2 separate regions of the Capra hircus genome follow, and region 2 is linked to region 1. Evidence: chromatin contacts called from public Hi-C data. All regions are on one chromosome and are shown on one strand. The core of a region is the stretch at or near the end of the contact, and the rest is flanking DNA. Distances in the headings are between cores, read along the strand shown.

Region 1 (3,306 bases), core at 428-2,927:
CTAGGCTTGTGGTCAGAATTAAATGCAAGAAAGCACGGAAAGCACCCAGCTCACAGCCTGTTCATTCTATTGATAGTGCTGGGACTCAATACATGGCAGGTGGGAAAAAAAAAAAAAAAACCGGCAGGTGGTGCTATCACATGATTTCTGAGTCTGTGACAGCAAAGCCCCTCTGGGGTCTGGGGTGCAGTGGGGTGTTTCAGGAAACCATGCCCAGCACTGGGTGTAACCTCCTTGTAGTTCTTCCCTTAGGGTCTAAGGTGGGGTCCTTTCTGCTCTGCCCAGAATTTTGGAAGTCTCCTTCTAGGGACAATAGATATGTGTAAAATTAAAGAATATATAACCTTGAAAATGGGCTTCCCTGGGTAGTTCAGCAGTAAACAATCCAGTGCAGAAGACCCCAGAGAGTGGGTTTGATCCCTGGGTTGGGAAGAGAAGATTCCCCTGGAGAAAGAAATGGCCCCACTCCAGTATTCTTGCCTGGAGAATTCTATGGGCAGAGGAGCCTGGCGAGCTCCAGTCCTTGGGGGTCACAAAAAGTCAGATACGCCTTTGTGACTAAACAACAACAAACCCTGACAATATTGAATCTGACCTCAAAGGCTGGGCTGAGAGATTGCACTGCCACAGATCGAGAGGGTGACCCCAGGAAAGGTCCTTCAAACATCCCCAGCCTTCAGTTCAGCCGCTCAGTTGTGTCCGACTCTACAACCCCATGAATCGCAGCGCCAGGCCTCTCTGTCCATCACCAACTCCTGGAGTCTACCCAAACCCATGTCCATCGAGTCGGTGATGCCATCCAGCCATCTCATCCTTTGTCGTCCCCTTCTCCTCCTGCCCCCAATCTTTCCCAGCATCAGAGTCTTTTCCAATGAGTCAACTCTTTGCATGAGGTGGCCAAAGTATTGGAGTTTTAGCTTCAGCATCAGTCCTTCCAATGAACACCCAGGGCTGATTTCCTTTAGGATGGATTGGTTGGATCTCCTTGCGGTCCAAGGGACTCTCAAGAGTCTTCTTCAACACCACAGTTCAAAAGCATCAATTCTTCTGTGCTCAGCTTTCTTTACAGTCCAACTCTCACATCCATACATGGAAAAACCATAGCCTTGACTAGACAGACCTTTGTTGGCAAAGTAATGTCTCTGCTTTTGAATATGCTATCTAGGTTGGTCATAACTTTCCTTCCAAGAAGTACCTGGTACTAATTTAGGGTCTTCTTCGGTGGGGTGGCAACTTACTGAAAGATGGACGTAGACGGACGGGCGGACAAATCTGACTCTCCAGTGAACATTGGTGTGATAAGTGAGTGACCGATGGACGGAGAGACACAGGTGACATTGTGAGGCGTCCAGACAGGCGGATGGATATGTTAGCCAGACAGTCAGGCATGCGACCGTGAGACAGAAAGACTGACAGAGCACCGGAAACCAGGGAGCCTCCCACCTGCGGGCTTGGCCACGAGGCGGCGCCGCCGCCCAGCCCAGAGGCGCCAGCCGCCCCGGCTGGGCGCGCTCTCGCGGGCCGGCGGAGGGGGCGTGGCCAGCGTGCGCAGGGGGCGGGGCCGGCAGCCTCGCGGGGGCCCCCGACGGGCGGAGCGCGCGGCGGGGGCGGGGCGCGCGTGCTCGCGGGGGCGGGCCGTACGGCGGGCGCGGGCGCGCGCGGCGGCGGCGGCGCGTTCCGTTCCTGGCCGAGGCTCGCGGCGGAAAAGTTGCGCGGCGGCGAGGAGCGGCCGCGGGACGGGCGGCGAGCGCGACGCCGAGCCGGCTCCCCGCGCCCGCGGCTCCCCCGCCATGGACGACCTCGGTGAGTGACTGGAGGGGCTGAGGGAGAAGGCAGCAAGGGGCGCGCGGCCCCGGGCCCACGGGCCGGGGCGGGCGCGAGCGAGCGCGCGAGCGGCGGGCTGAATCCCACCCGCTGCGGCCCGGGTCCCGGCTCTGGTTCCGGCCAGCCCCGGCTCGGCGGGACAGGATCCCGGGCTGGGCCTGAGTCCCAGGCCAGGCCAGCCGCCTTGCTCACAGCCGCCACCCCTTCGCCTCGAGGACAGCCCCACCTCCGGACCCCCCGACCTCGGGGATCCACCCCCATCTCCCAGCTCAGCCTCAGGGACCTGCTTGCTCGTCAGGGACCCGCCCGGTCCGCCTCAGGGACGGGCCCCCACTGCCGGGACCTGACCACCTCCCCCGCTGCGGGACCTGACCACCTCCCCCGCTGCGGGACCCTCACTTCACACAGCGCTCCCCCACCCCCATCGCACAGTTGAAACACCCAATTTGGGGATCAGCTGCCTGATCGCGCAGCCGGGGCCTGCTCCCAGCCCCTGGAGGACCACCCCCACTTCACAGACGGACATCCGGCACCTCAAGGGTAGCCCCTCCGAGTCTACTACCGCTTTTATTTCACAGGTCAGATTCACAGGTTAGGGATGAGCTTCCGTGACCACATCCTCACAAAGACAAGGCTCCTTTCTGCCCCACTAAGGCCCTGGGTCCATTTCACGGCCCTGGGTCCATTTCACTGCCCTGGCCACTCAGTGGACCAGCCTCTCCGCTTTCGTATCACAGACCAGCCTCATCCTAGAAGCGTAAGCTGGGGAGACAGACTGGTGAACTGCCAGGGGAATGAGGTGGGAAGTGGGCCCCCGAGGTATGGCCATCTCTGAACTTGTCCAGGCTGGTAGTACCTTGCGGGAAGCCACTCAGGTAAGGATAGGATGCCCAGAACAGAGTTTTACTGTTTTCATGTGACTGGAGCTCCCAAACTATTTTTTTTCAGTCCAGCCTTCATCTAGAGTTTGGGCAGAAGAAAGTATCTTTTGGGACCAGACACTAAACCCGGGGGGCTTGGTGCTGGGGGTTCTAGGAATGCCTTGAGCACCCTGAACCCTGAAGTGGGAGGATTCACTCTCCCTCCCTCCCCTTCACGCCTGGAGCTGGAAAGCCTGAGCCAGGGGATTGAGGAGGGGGAGGAAAGTTTCTTCTCTGTAGGAGCCTTGTCTTCCCTCTGTGGACTGTGGGTGGCTTGTGTGACCGCTGATGCTTTCTCTGTCTCAAGCTCCTAGGGGTGGATTCATCAGACAGGACTGACGGGCCTCCTCTGAGCTGCACAGGGCACTAAATTAAGACTGGTTATTTGTAGGCACTGGACTTCCAAGGGAACAGGGAGGAGGATTGGGGCGTGACTGCTTCCCAGAAGCTTTCTTCGGGGATCAGGGTGCCTCCACAACCCCCTAACCCCCAAGATCCTGGAGCTGGGGAGAGTGTGTAGTCCTGCCTGTTTTGCAGAGTACAATGGCTGCCAAGCATAGTT
Region 2 (3,306 bases), core at 548-3,047, 34 kb after region 1:
CTCGGATTCCCCGCACCTCCCCGACCTGGTTCTCCTGGAGGATTTGGGGAGCTTCTCTCACCGCAGCCTTCCCTTTACTTCTTGAAGTTTCCCCAACAAGCAGAAGTCAGCAGAGCCTTCACCCACCGTCATGAGCTCCTCCTTGGGCAGCAACCTCTCCGAGCTCGACCGCCTGCTGCTGGAGCTGAACGCCGTGCAGCATAACCCCCCGGGTTTCCCTGCAGGTAGGACTGGGCCGGGGGTCCCCCCCACCAACCCTGCTCCAAGTGCCACTGGTGGTCTCGGGTCCCCGTGGGGCTCAGGGCTGAGCGGCTCTTCTCTTTCCTTCTCCCAAGATGAGGCCAACTCCAGCCCACCGCTGCCAGGGGCACTGAGCACCCACTACGGCGTCCCAGAGAATAACAGCCTGCTGGGGGGCAAAGCTGGACCACTGACCAAAGAGAAGCCCAAGCGGAACGGTGGCCGGGGCCTGGAGGACTTGCGGCCCAGCGTGGAGAACCTCTTGGATGAGCTGGAGAGCTCTGTGCCCAGTCCCGTGTGAGTCTCCACGGGGCTTTCCCGGGCCAGGGAGGGTCTCGGTCTCGACCAGCCCATCCTGTGCTCATCCTTGGTGTCACCCCTGCCCCCTGAAGTCCCTGCTGTCTGCCGGGCCCTGCACCAGGCTCTGGGGGACCGCAGTGAGTCACGTGGATACAGGCCAGCCTTTAGCGAGCCACCGTCCCTCAGGGAAGACAGATGCTGGGCGTGCCGGGGGCACCCCAGCCCAGTGGCTGTCAGTGCAGGCTTTTTATTTGTTTTCTAGCTACATGCGTGGCTTGTGGGATCTTAGTTCCCGGACCAGGGCTGGAACCCGTGGCAGTCCCCCAGCGTAGGCTTCGGAGCCATGCAGTCGGGGCCACATCTTGGCTCTGCACTTACAGAGTGTCATCTTTCAAGCCTTCATTTTCCCATCTGTATAAGAGAATAAGGGGAAGTGAGGTTGTGGGGATGAGACCACATACCTCAGTGCGCTGAGACCTGATAAGACCCTTATAACACGTGTACCGAGTCCACGTGATAAGCACCTCCCCAGGGTCAGCTCTTCTCGGTGTTTCTATGTGGCTGGAACAGCCTCGCATGTGCGTCTAGTGTCATGGAGGCCACACAGGATCCCAGGGCTTGTTGTACAGGCAGGCTTGAGCTTGGGCTTCTGGGAAAGGTGCCATGTGAGCTGTCTTCTCCTCTCCCTCTTAAGCTCAGCTTGGTGCTCTGTCCCCCCCGCTCCCACCAGTGACGTGTCCCCAGGAGAGACTGGGAGCTGGTGGGCTTCCCTGGGCTTGGGTGGCGGCGGGACACTGGTGTTGGAGCTGAAGTGTTGACCCTCCCCTGGGGAAGGGAGGGCCATGCTGGGGGCACTCAGGCTGGCCCCAGAGGTCCCCACTGATGCTTCCTTGCCTGCCCGCAGCCCCGCCATCACTGTGAACCAGGGCGAGATGAGCAGTCCCCAGCGAGTCACCTCCAGCCAGCAGCAGACGCGCATCTCAGCCTCCTCTGCCACCAGGGAGCTGGACGAGCTGATGGCCTCACTGTCGGATTTTAAGGTGTCCTGAGGTCCCCCCCTCTCTCCCCTGCCCTGCCTGCTCAGAAGCCCCCAGTTTTCCCCTCCCATACCCCAGTGTGAGTGGCTGGGACTTAGCTGCTCAGGGTTTGGGTGCCTTGCCCCGAGCCTGGGATGCAGCCTGTGAAGGCTGGGGACGTGCTCAGCGGGACATTCCTTCCTGCCTGGGTGCTCCCGGCTCCCCGCCACCCAGGCAAGGATCAGGAGGCTGGGACAAAGGGCCCAGTGTTGGTGGCTGCTGTTGGTGGGGGAGGGCGGGCTCTGCTGGGCCGGGTGGGATCCTCTGCCTGGAGGTCATTTGTCCCGGAGCCCCATCTCCCACACTGGCTGGCTGTCCCCAGTGTGTCCTCTTTCTTTTCTGCCTCTGGCTCCTTTGCCAGCCTCCTTCCAGCCTCCATGGGCCTTTGAGGCCCACAGGCTCTTGTCCGGGAAGCCTCATCTATCAGGCTCTTGGGCCATACCTGCCAGAGGTGCCCTGTCCCCTGCCCACCGCCTGCTTGTGTAGAGGAGGCAGTGCCTCGGTGGGTCCTGATAGTGACTGAACTCCAGTTCCTGACCATTACTGACTCCACCCTTCCCAGGGTTGGGGAAGCCTGGTTAGGGAACTGGAGGAGGGGCACCAGCTCTGAGCCCCAGGGGCACCTTCGAGCCTCTGAGGCTTCATCTAGGGTGGGGCAGCGGCCTGCGCGTGTGAGCCTCCTGAGTGGCCACAGTCAGGAGCGTGTACACCGGACTCAGGCGGCCAGTGCCCTTTGCACTTTGTCGCTTTCAAACCCCCTTGAGACCCCCTTGAGAAGCTGTGCTGGTTCTCATTGCGCTCCAGGAGCGAGGTTTCAGGGGGATATAGGAGAGCTGGGATCGCCAGGGAGAGACAGAGCCGGGAGCTGCCTGCGGCTGCCTGTCTCCTGATCATGCCTGGGCTGACCTCCCCCTGGTCCAACCCACCTTAATCTCTTCTCTGTCATCCCTACTTGGACTAGAAGCCCCACAGGCGTGGGTCAGAGGCTGCTTTCCGCTGCCTGGGTTGTTTTTTTTTGTTTTTTCAAAAAAGACAAAAGTCTTTATTTGGCTATGCCGGATCCCAGGTACAACATGTGGGATCTGGCTCCCCGACCAGGAGTTGGATCCGGGCTCCCTGGATGGGGAACATGGATGGGAGCCAGGGAGGTGGAGCCCAGGAAAACCCTTCTGGGGGCTGAGGAATCTTCTTCCAGAGCCAGTTGCTCTGCTTCAGCTTTGCTGCCATCTTGGTCTGGTCAGCACAGACAGCCTGGTCAGCGCAGATGGTCTGGTCAGTGTGGCCGGGGGCTGTCGGCGCAGACGGTCTGGTCAGCGCCATCTTGGTCTGGTCAGCATAGCCAAGGGCTATCAGAGCCCTGAGGCCCGGCCTGCCCCCCAGTGCGTGCCCCTCCTCACCTCTCCCGTCTTTCTCCTCCCTTCTGTCTCTTGTCTTTCTCCTCCTCCAGACCAGCTCCTCCTCTGCTGTGGCCTTGAGCTCCTCAGGGCTGCCACCCGGCTCAGCTCCATCCTCACACCACAGCCTCCCTACTCCACCTCCTCCCGGGCCCTCTGGAGGCCTGCCACCCCCTCGGAAGCCCTCCCCTCAAGGCCACAGCCACACCCTGGGCGTCCTCTGCGCGGAGGACAACGTGGCCCCCGGCCAGCTCGATTTGGCTGGCTTTGGGGTGATGCCTGACACCCCCAACTCA

The links. A called contact is a pair of places that touch in the nucleus more often than the background predicts.
Region 2: a Hi-C map of blood shows a contact between it and region 1, with 4 times the contacts expected there. The contact joins the enhancer-like site here to the promoter of PXN in region 1. A contact is called at or near these places in 4 of 5 Hi-C or Micro-C datasets (blood and liver).

What each region holds. Positions count from the first base shown.
Region 1 is chr17:8,514,308-8,517,613 of ARS1.2, forward strand. PXN (paxillin) reads left to right here and starts at 1,678. Exons shown (of 11, transcript XM_018061137.1): 1 at 1,678-1,803. The coding sequence starts at 1,791. It also overlaps the pseudogene LOC102178382.
Region 2 is chr17:8,547,719-8,551,024 of ARS1.2, forward strand. It overlaps PXN (paxillin), which reads left to right. Exons shown (of 11, transcript XM_018061137.1): 4 at 88-224; 5 at 336-537; 6 at 1,445-1,580. Among named protein-coding and RNA genes, the nearest start is that of RPLP0, 13 kb to the right of the region's middle. Within about 2 kb of position 1,798, at least 1 of the 5 cell types and tissues checked has an H3K27ac peak or open chromatin away from gene starts, as enhancers often do.